2 separate regions of the Mus musculus genome follow, and region 2 is linked to region 1. The links are chromatin contacts, called in public promoter capture Hi-C maps. All regions are on one chromosome and are shown on one strand. Each heading gives the region's core, a stretch centred on a gene start, on an enhancer-like site or on the middle of the called end of the contact. The rest is flanking DNA. Distances are from core to core; before and after follow the strand shown.

What was found. Capture Hi-C pulls out chosen DNA fragments and counts their contacts.
Region 2: a promoter capture Hi-C map of adipose tissue shows a contact between it and region 1. The contact joins the promoter of C2 here to the promoter of Tnf in region 1. A contact is called at or near these places in 4 of 39 promoter capture datasets (the C10 cell line, cranial neural crest, frontonasal cranial neural crest and 1 more) and 2 of 9 other capture datasets (adipose tissue and liver).

The regions. Positions count from the first base shown.
Region 1 is chr17:35,198,356-35,203,259 of GRCm38.p6, reverse strand. It overlaps Tnf (tumor necrosis factor), which reads left to right and starts at 1,253. Exons shown (of 4, transcript NM_013693.3): 1 at 1,253-1,605; 2 at 2,122-2,176; 3 at 2,355-2,402; 4 at 2,697-3,893. The coding sequence starts at 1,420. The coding sequence ends at 3,115. Lta (lymphotoxin A) reads left to right here. Exons shown (of 4, transcript NM_010735.2): 4 at 1-95.
Region 2 is chr17:34,880,752-34,886,140 of GRCm38.p6, reverse strand. It overlaps C2 (complement component 2 (within H-2S)), which reads left to right and starts at 4,041. Exons shown (of 18, transcript NM_013484.2): 1 at 4,041-4,191; 2 at 4,345-4,569. The coding sequence starts at 4,146.

The sequences.
Region 1 (4,904 bases), core at 4-2,503:
AAGCACGAAGCTCTAAAAGCCAGCCACTGCTTGGCTAGACATCCACAGGGACCCCCTGCACCATCTGTGAAACCCAATAAACCTCTTTTCTCTGAGATTCTGTCTGCTTGTGTCTGTCTTGCGTTGGGGGAGAAACTTCCTGGTCTCTTTAAGGAGTGGAGCAGGGGACAGAGGCCTCAGTTGGTCCATGGGATCCGGGCAGAGCAAAGAGACATGAGGAGCAGGCAGCTCCCAGAGACATGGTGGATTCACGGGAGTGAGGCAGCTTAACTGCCGGAGGAGACCCAAAGGATGAGCTAGGGAGATCCATCCAAGGGTGGAGAGAGATGAGGGTTCTGGGGAGAAGTGACTCCACTGGAGGGTGGGAGAGTGTTTAGGAGTGGGAGGGTGGGGGAGGGGAATCCTTGGAAGACCGGGGAGTCATACGGATTGGGAGAAATCCTGGAAGCAGGGCTGTGGGACCTAAATGTCTGAGTTGATGTACCGCAGTCAAGATATGGCAGAGGCTCCGTGGAAAACTCACTTGGGAGCAGGGACCCAAAGCAGCAGCCTGAGCTCATGATCAGAGTGAAAGGAGAAGGCTTGTGAGGTCCGTGAATTCCCAGGGCTGAGTTCATTCCCTCTGGGGCTGCCCCATACTCATCCCATTACCCCCCCCACCAGCCCTCCCAAAGCCCATGCACACTTCCCAACTCTCAAGCTGCTCTGCCTTCAGCCACTTCCTCCAAGAACTCAAACAGGGGGCTTTCCCTCCTCAATATCATGTCTCCCCCCTTATGCACCCAGCTTTCAGAAGCACCCCCCCATGCTAAGTTCTCCCCCATGGATGTCCCATTTAGAAATCAAAAGGAAATAGACACAGGCATGGTCTTTCTACAAAGAAACAGACAATGATTAGCTCTGGAGGACAGAGAAGAAATGGGTTTCAGTTCTCAGGGTCCTATACAACACACACACACACACACACACACACACACACACACACACACCCTCCTGATTGGCCCCAGATTGCCACAGAATCCTGGTGGGGACGACGGGGAGGAGATTCCTTGATGCCTGGGTGTCCCCAACTTTCCAAACCCTCTGCCCCCGCGATGGAGAAGAAACCGAGACAGAGGTGTAGGGCCACTACCGCTTCCTCCACATGAGATCATGGTTTTCTCCACCAAGGAAGTTTTCCGAGGGTTGAATGAGAGCTTTTCCCCGCCCTCTTCCCCAAGGGCTATAAAGGCGGCCGTCTGCACAGCCAGCCAGCAGAAGCTCCCTCAGCGAGGACAGCAAGGGACTAGCCAGGAGGGAGAACAGAAACTCCAGAACATCTTGGAAATAGCTCCCAGAAAAGCAAGCAGCCAACCAGGCAGGTTCTGTCCCTTTCACTCACTGGCCCAAGGCGCCACATCTCCCTCCAGAAAAGACACCATGAGCACAGAAAGCATGATCCGCGACGTGGAACTGGCAGAAGAGGCACTCCCCCAAAAGATGGGGGGCTTCCAGAACTCCAGGCGGTGCCTATGTCTCAGCCTCTTCTCATTCCTGCTTGTGGCAGGGGCCACCACGCTCTTCTGTCTACTGAACTTCGGGGTGATCGGTCCCCAAAGGGATGAGGTGAGTGTCTGGGCAACCCTTATTCTCGCTCACAAGCAAAACGGGTTAGGAGGGCAAGAAGGACAGTGTGAGGGAAAGAAGTGGGCTAATGGGCAGGGCAAGGTGGAGGAGAGTGTGGAGGGGACAGAGTCAGGACCTCGGACCCATGCGTCCAGCTGACTAAACATCCTTCGTCGGATGCACAGAGAGATGAATGAACGAACAAGTGTGTTCACACGTGGAGAGATCTGGAAAGATGTGGCCAGGGGAAGAGGGGATAAGCAAGAGATAAAACTCAGAGACAGAAATGAGAGAGGCATGAGAGATAAGGAGGAAGATGAAGGGGAGATAACGGGAGATCAAGCACAGAGGGCACCGCAGAAAGAAGCCGTGGGTTGGACAGATGAATGAATGAAGAAGAAAAACACAAAGCTGGGGGGTGGGGTGGGGCAAAGAGGAACTGTAAGCGGGGCAATCAGCCGGGAGGCTTCTCCTTTGGGGTGAGTCTGTCTTAACTAACCTCCTTTTCCTACACAGAAGTTCCCAAATGGCCTCCCTCTCATCAGTTCTATGGCCCAGACCCTCACACTCAGTAAGTGTTCCCACACCTCTCTCTTAATTTAAGATGGAGGAAGGGCAGTTAGGCATGGGATGAGATGGGGTGGGGGGAGAACTTAAAGCTTTGGTTTGGGAGGAAAGGGGTCTAAGTGCATAGATGCTTGCTGGGAAGCCTAAAAGGCTCATCCTTGCCTTTGTCTCTTCCCCTCCAGGATCATCTTCTCAAAATTCGAGTGACAAGCCTGTAGCCCACGTCGTAGGTAAGATTTCTTTACATGTGCCTTGAGAATGAAGGGGCATGATTTTGGGGGGCGGGTTGAGGGGTGTCGAGCCAGGCTGAGAAAAGACAGAGCTCTTAGAGACAGCACGTGAGAGTCAGAGCAGTGACTCAAAAGCAAGGCATCAGGGGGCCACCCGGGACCTCATAGCCAATGGGATGTGGAAAGACAGAGGGTGCAGGAACCGGAAGTGAAGTGTGGGTAGCTGCTGAGGCTCAGGATGTGGAGTGTGAACTAAGAGGGTGACACTGACTCAATCCTCCCCCCCCCCCTCAGCAAACCACCAAGTGGAGGAGCAGCTGGAGTGGCTGAGCCAGCGCGCCAACGCCCTCCTGGCCAACGGCATGGATCTCAAAGACAACCAACTAGTGGTGCCAGCCGATGGGTTGTACCTTGTCTACTCCCAGGTTCTCTTCAAGGGACAAGGCTGCCCCGACTACGTGCTCCTCACCCACACCGTCAGCCGATTTGCTATCTCATACCAGGAGAAAGTCAACCTCCTCTCTGCCGTCAAGAGCCCCTGCCCCAAGGACACCCCTGAGGGGGCTGAGCTCAAACCCTGGTATGAGCCCATATACCTGGGAGGAGTCTTCCAGCTGGAGAAGGGGGACCAACTCAGCGCTGAGGTCAATCTGCCCAAGTACTTAGACTTTGCGGAGTCCGGGCAGGTCTACTTTGGAGTCATTGCTCTGTGAAGGGAATGGGTGTTCATCCATTCTCTACCCAGCCCCCACTCTGACCCCTTTACTCTGACCCCTTTATTGTCTACTCCTCAGAGCCCCCAGTCTGTATCCTTCTAACTTAGAAAGGGGATTATGGCTCAGGGTCCAACTCTGTGCTCAGAGCTTTCAACAACTACTCAGAAACACAAGATGCTGGGACAGTGACCTGGACTGTGGGCCTCTCATGCACCACCATCAAGGACTCAAATGGGCTTTCCGAATTCACTGGAGCCTCGAATGTCCATTCCTGAGTTCTGCAAAGGGAGAGTGGTCAGGTTGCCTCTGTCTCAGAATGAGGCTGGATAAGATCTCAGGCCTTCCTACCTTCAGACCTTTCCAGATTCTTCCCTGAGGTGCAATGCACAGCCTTCCTCACAGAGCCAGCCCCCCTCTATTTATATTTGCACTTATTATTTATTATTTATTTATTATTTATTTATTTGCTTATGAATGTATTTATTTGGAAGGCCGGGGTGTCCTGGAGGACCCAGTGTGGGAAGCTGTCTTCAGACAGACATGTTTTCTGTGAAAACGGAGCTGAGCTGTCCCCACCTGGCCTCTCTACCTTGTTGCCTCCTCTTTTGCTTATGTTTAAAACAAAATATTTATCTAACCCAATTGTCTTAATAACGCTGATTTGGTGACCAGGCTGTCGCTACATCACTGAACCTCTGCTCCCCACGGGAGCCGTGACTGTAATCGCCCTACGGGTCATTGAGAGAAATAAAGATCGCTTGGAAAAGAAATGTGATTTCTGTCTTGGGATGAAGTCTGCATCCATCTCTTTGCGGAGGCCTAAAGTCTCTGGGTCCAGATCTCAGTCTTTATACCCCTGGGCCATTAAGACCCCCAAGACCCCCGTGGAACAAAAGGCAGCCAACATCCCTACCTCTCCCCCGGAAACAGGAGCCTAACCCTAATTACCTTTGCCCTGGGGCATGGGAATTTCCCACTCTGGGAATTCCAATACCTGCTGGGAAAGTACTGCAGTTCTTTCCGGCTGTTGTGGCTCCCATGGAGCTGGGGAGGAGCCACATTCTCAGGCACCTGAATCACAGCCAAGGAAGAGCCGCAGAGCTTCAGGTGTCTAACTGCGCACCCTGCACCATTCAACCTGCCTCTGAACAGACAGAGCGGGCATGGTCCACGGAGAGGAGACCTAAGCTCTATCCCTGCTCCATGCTGGGCTGGGCTCAGCCAGCTCTGCCTTTCGGTCACCAGCCCCTTTATTTTTCCAAACCTCTGAAGATGAGTGAAATAGTTTTTAAAAAGACACAGGGCTGAAAATGTGACTCTGTGGAGCATGTTGGGGTGAGGGTGGATGCTCAGTGTATGGGATACCCTGAATTCAAAACCCAAAGCAACACAACAAAGAAGGAGCCATTGCTGGCTTTGGTTTTCCAGTGTTTCAGACAAATGATGAATGTATTGAGGTGGGTGGATTGGAAAGAGAAAAACACCTTGTTTAAATGCTTTGTTGTTGTTGTTGGTTTTTAAATTACTTAATCACATATGCAGGCTTGGATTTGATCCCAACACCAATAATAATAATAATAATAATAATAATAATAATAATTTATTGTTGTTGTTATTCAATAGTACTTGCTGAAGCAGGCAAGGCCGACTTTATTCAGAATTAGTTATTGGTGCAGAGACTTGTTGTAGAGTGTTCAATGAGAGCAAGTGGGTCTTAAGAGCCCCAGCAGGGTGGGCGTTAGGGGGATGGCAAATGACTAAGAGGAAAGAAAAATCCGGGGTAGGG
Region 2 (5,389 bases), core at 2,792-5,291, 320 kb after region 1:
GTGTGTGTGTGTGTGTGTATAACTATTGAGAAGTCGGCTCTCTCCTCCCACTATATGAATCTAGAAAGTTGAATGCAGGCTTGTCTGCAGGCTTATCAGCAACTCCTGATTCCCACTGAGCCATTGCTTCAGCCTCTCTGACTCCCTTCTTCCACACAACTGTTTTTGGGGGGTGGGGTGGGGTGGGGTTGAGACAGGGTCTCTGCTAGCTGAGCCTGTCCTGGAATTTGTTCAGAACTGAAGGATGACCTTGCGCTCCTGATCCTCCCGACTCAGTGCTAGAGTTACAGCCATGAGCCACCACTCCAAGCTTTTTGATCTCAGCAGTTGGAATTTTAGAAATTTAGAATATGATTTGGCTCCAAGGAACTGACTCATGGTAACTGAAGTCAGGAAACAGCTTATGGTCCCTGCAGATATAACTTCAGGATGATTCAGTGTATCCCACAGCTTCAGCGTATCCCACAGCTTCAGTGTATCCCACAACTTCATCCTTTGCTCAGTTGGGGTTTTTTTTTTTTTTTTTACAAAGTTATTTATTCATTCCCAATTTTATTTATTTATTTACTTTTGAGACAAGGTTTCCCTATGCATATGTAAGACTGGCTGGCCTGCACCGCACTATGAAGACCAGGCTGGCATTGAACTCAGAGATCTACCTGCTTCTGCCTCCTGGATGCTGGGATCAAAGGTGTGTGCCACTAGGCCCACTCAATAAGAGTAAATCTCAAAGCCAAGACAAAACACCAGCTGGGCACAGTGGCTAATGCCTTTCATCCTAGTATTCAGAAGACAGCTCTCTGTGAGTTAGAGGCCAGCTTGGTCTACACAGCAAATTCCAGGCCAGCTAGCCCTACATAAGTGAAATCTCATCTTAAAAACAAAAACAAATCAACAAAAAGTTTCCATAGATTGAGAGTGAAGCTCAGTGGGTAGAGTGCTGGCCTAGCATTCAGGAAGTCCCAGTGTTATATATGTCAGGTGTGGTGGCACATGTCTATAATCCCAGCATGCAGGGCTACAGAGAGGATTTGGGCTGTGAGAGACCTTGTCTCCAGCAAACAAGCATCACAGGCAAAAATACAGATTTGGGCTCTGTAACGCTCTGTCTTGGGCCCATCTTTCGGCCCCAGCTCTCCCCAAGGTGACTCTCCTGGTCAGTTTTCTGAAAAATTCTGTATGTATGCAGAGTTGTGGGGCTGGGGGTAGAGATAAGGCCTTGCCTAGCACACACAGAAGAAACCACAACAAACCAAAGGGGTGGGAGAAGGGGAGAGCAGGTACAGTTATATCTCCCATGCCAGTTTTGTTTTCATTTTTGTTTGCTTTTTTTTTTCTCCACAGAAGACGGCGTCCCATACATACTGTGTATGTCGTCAATAGCCTGTATTTTCCAGTCTCGAGGTGTCCTACTCTATATAGATGAACCTTAGGATTGAGAAGCCGCGTGGTAGTCCACTGTCTGAGTGTACCGTGCTCATATGCTGGTCCTCCGTGAGTGGCTCTTCTCAAACTCCGCGCATTGCCCTTTCGTATCCATAGGATGATACGTAGGTCTTCTCCCTTTCTGCGCTGGAGGGTTACGTAGCTCAAGCTGACCTCAAACTTGCAATTCTTTTGCTTCGGTTTCCTGAGTGCTGGGATTATAGGTGTGTACCCCCATAGCAGGCTGATCCTCCCACTTTGGGTGATATTTTAGCCTTGGGTTTTTTTCTCACTGGCCCATGTGTGACAGTGACGAACTAGCTAACTAAAGTGCAGAGCTGAGCCTGAACGTGTCTGAGCCACACCTGGCCATTGTAAGCCAAAAACTGAATTCCTTCCACCACACTGGATCTGGGGCTAGGGGTGGGGCAAGATCTGCTGGGGTATAATCTCTCATTTCTGTCCCAAAAGAAAGCAAGCATGAATGTCTGTCCCCCATCTGGAAACTCCAGTTTACCGTAGGGGTGGAGTTGACAGGGTAGGGAGCTCCAGAGCAGTTTCTGGGAACAGGGGAGAAGACGAAACATCTGTGTGCCACACTTAGGAAGGTATGTCACTGAAAGGGAAGAGGGGGCTGTTGGGTAAATCCAGAACAGAGCAGGTGTGGGCAGTTGTAACACGTATCCTTTCTCTGCTTGCCCGTGGTCACCACCCTCTCACCCATGTCATACCGGCAGCCTTCCCCCTATGTGTCAAGAGAGCCCCAATGGCCCTCGGGAATGTGGAGATCCTGGGGGGGAGGGGGTTAGAGTTGCTGCAGTGAGGGAGAGCTGTGCATGTGCAGACATACGCCCACATATGGTTATGTGCACACATAGTGTTAGGGGTCTCTAGAGGTTTAGGCGTTGCCTGAGAGGGAGAGGGATGTGTCTCCTCACAGCAGGACAAGGACAGACCTTCTAGTTCTAGGGAGGCCCAAGAACCAAACTCTCAGCTTTTTGTTTATGTCTTGGGAAGCTGGTCCAATGTCAGGAGGGTCTGTGAGGACCCTAGTGTCTGGGCTTACAGGGAAGCCTCTGGGGAAGGTGGCCTGGAGGAACCAGAAGCCTGACATTGTCCTTTCCAAGGCTCCAAGAGCTGTGTGTGTGAAAAGTGCTTCCTCAGGGTGGCAGTAAAGCAGAAGTTGGAAGGTGGAGGCAGGAGGATCAGGAAGTCAAGCCCTGCCTCCGCTCCACAGCAAGTTTGAGGCTAGCACTGGTTTCAAACTCAGTCTCAAGGAGATGGGGACTGGGTAGATGACTGGGTTCACAAAATGCTTGTTGTGCAAGTGAGATTCCTGTGTGAATACCCTAGAACCCACGTTAAAAAGGCCGGGTGCAGTATTGTAATCGCAGTGATTGCTGGGGAGCAGAGACAGGCAGGTCCCTGAAGCTCGCTGGTCAGTTAGACTGTTCACTTGGCAAAATTCTGAATCAGTGAGAGACCCCCATCTCACACAAAAGATGGAAGGGGTCTGAGAAATTACACCCATGATTAGTGAGGCACACACACACACACACACACACACACACACACACACACACACAGAGCCCAGAAATAGAAACCCATGGTATTTTTGTTGCTGATCTGACAGGTTTTCTTGGGGTGGCAGTGAGCCTAGGAGGGTGCTCCCCCTGATCTTGTTATAGTAACAAGGAAAGTAACTGCGTCCAGAGGCTTGGGAGGCACAAAGAGGCTGATATATCAGGTTAAATTCTTCATGGCTGGGCCAGGCCTGTGCATGTGGGAGGCAGAGGCTAGCCTGGGCTACAGAGAAATTCCAGGACAGCCAGAGCTACATAGTAAGACCTTGTCTTTAAAGCAACAAACAAACAAACAAACAAACAAACAAAATCCCCATAGCTGGGAGGCCAGTGTGATAAACAGTGTTTAGAATCTTCAAACTTGGGGGACAGAAGCAGGAGGATAAGGACTCAAGGCCAGTTTCAGCTACTTAGAAATTCTAAGTCCATCTAGGTTATGTGAGATCCTGTCTCAGAGGGAAAAAACATGATCAAAATATATTGTATGAAAAGAGTTCTTTTTTTTTTCAATAAATAAAAGTGTATCTCAAACTTCAAAATGCTGTTTATTCTTCTGAATACCAACCCCCAATTTTTTTACTCTTATCTTTTGCAGCTTGGACATTTAATCTGCTGGTTGTTCCAATAATTTTTTTTTTTCCTCTAAGAATTCTTTCCAACTTTCCAAATAACTGTTGGCTTTCTTTTTATCTTATTTTCAGGGAAGGACCCAGGAAAGAATGTGAATCTTCCTATACGCCAAGAAGTTCTAGGAACATCAGTTTCAAGTCCTCAGAAGCTATTCTGGGGAAGACCCAGTGGACCCCAATGCATGTGGCAAACTCCAAAAAAAGACGTGAAACAAAATAAATAAAACGTTTTGCAGGGCTTGTGTGCTTAATGCAAGCCACACAAGGCCAAATATGCTTGCTTCAGTGTGTGTGTGTGTGTGTGTGTGTTGGGGCAAAGGTCCTGCCCCAAAGCTGAGTTCAGAATCCCTGGCGGGTTTCTCTCTCTTTTTCCCCTGGTACCATCCCCTTGCCACTCCCCGCCACTCCCCTCTAGCGAGCGAGCGAGCGAGCGCTGTCTTTTCCGATCTCGGGGAAGTCAGATGACTTTTCCTCTCCCCTAGCTCTCCGTTCTACTGTCCTGGAGACCATGGCCCCTCTGCTGGCTCTCTTCTACCTGCTGCAGCTGGGCCCAGGTAGGAGGCTGGGAAAGGGGTTATTGGGGCCCTGTAGGTGTAGCAGGTGCTGCCAGGTCCAGTTCACAAGTCAAAGGGACAGATAGCCTCTTCTTGCCTCTCTCTCATCTGGCCTGGTTTTTCCTTTCTCCCGGTTCTTTCCCACACCCGCAGGCCTGGCTGCTCTCTTCTGCAACCAGAATGTCAATATCACCGGTGGTAATTTCACCCTCAGCCATGGCTGGGCCCCTGGGAGCCTCCTCATCTACTCCTGCCCCCTGGGCAGGTACCCGTCCCCAGCCTGGAGGAAATGTCAGAGCAACGGACAGTGGCTGACACCAAGGTCTAGCTCACATCACACCCTGCGATCCTCTCGGATGGTTAAAGCAGTCTGCAAACGTGAGTCCCTTTGGACTTTGGGCTTTGGAGAGTGCCCACCAGTGTCAGCCAGAGCTTATTAGCAGTGGGTTCTCCAGGAAGAGAGAGAGAGAGAGAGAGAGAGAGAGAGAGAGAGAGAGAGAGAAAGAGAGAGACAGACAGACACACACACACACACACACACACACACACACACAGAGTCAAAATACTGCAGAAAGCCTGGTGTGGTGGTGACTCACCTTAAATTCCAGCACTTGGGAGGCAAAGGGAGGGAGGAGAGGGAGGGAGGCAACCTGGTCTACATAGTGAGTTCTAGACCACCCAGGGCCAGAGACCTATCTCCAAAAACACACAACCCACACCAACAAAGGCCCTCAGAAAACCACAAACCCAGACCAACCATCAAACAAACAAACAAACCAGGAAAGTCCGCTCTCAACTTAAGAAGACATTGTTTTTTTTTTTTTTTTTTGTTTGTTTTTTGTTGTTGTTTTTTTTTAGCTAAAATTAACTGTAGGATTATTTGACCATTCTAAATGGATGCTAAGTGCCTCAGAGCACCCTAAAACCACAAATGTTGTTGGTGAGATACTGGGGTGACCAGAGCCCTTAACAGCTATTTATTAATCAAGGAAGTTGAACTGTTTTAAGTTGACAGTATTCGACCAACTGCTTAAAACTGTAATCTTTTTAAAAAAAGATTTATTTGTTTGTTTGTTTGTTTATTTATTTATGTATTTATGTATTTATTTATTTATTTATTTATATGAGTAGACATTGTAGCTGTCCTCAGACATACCAGAAGAGTGCATTGGATCCCCATTACAGGTGGTTGTGAGCC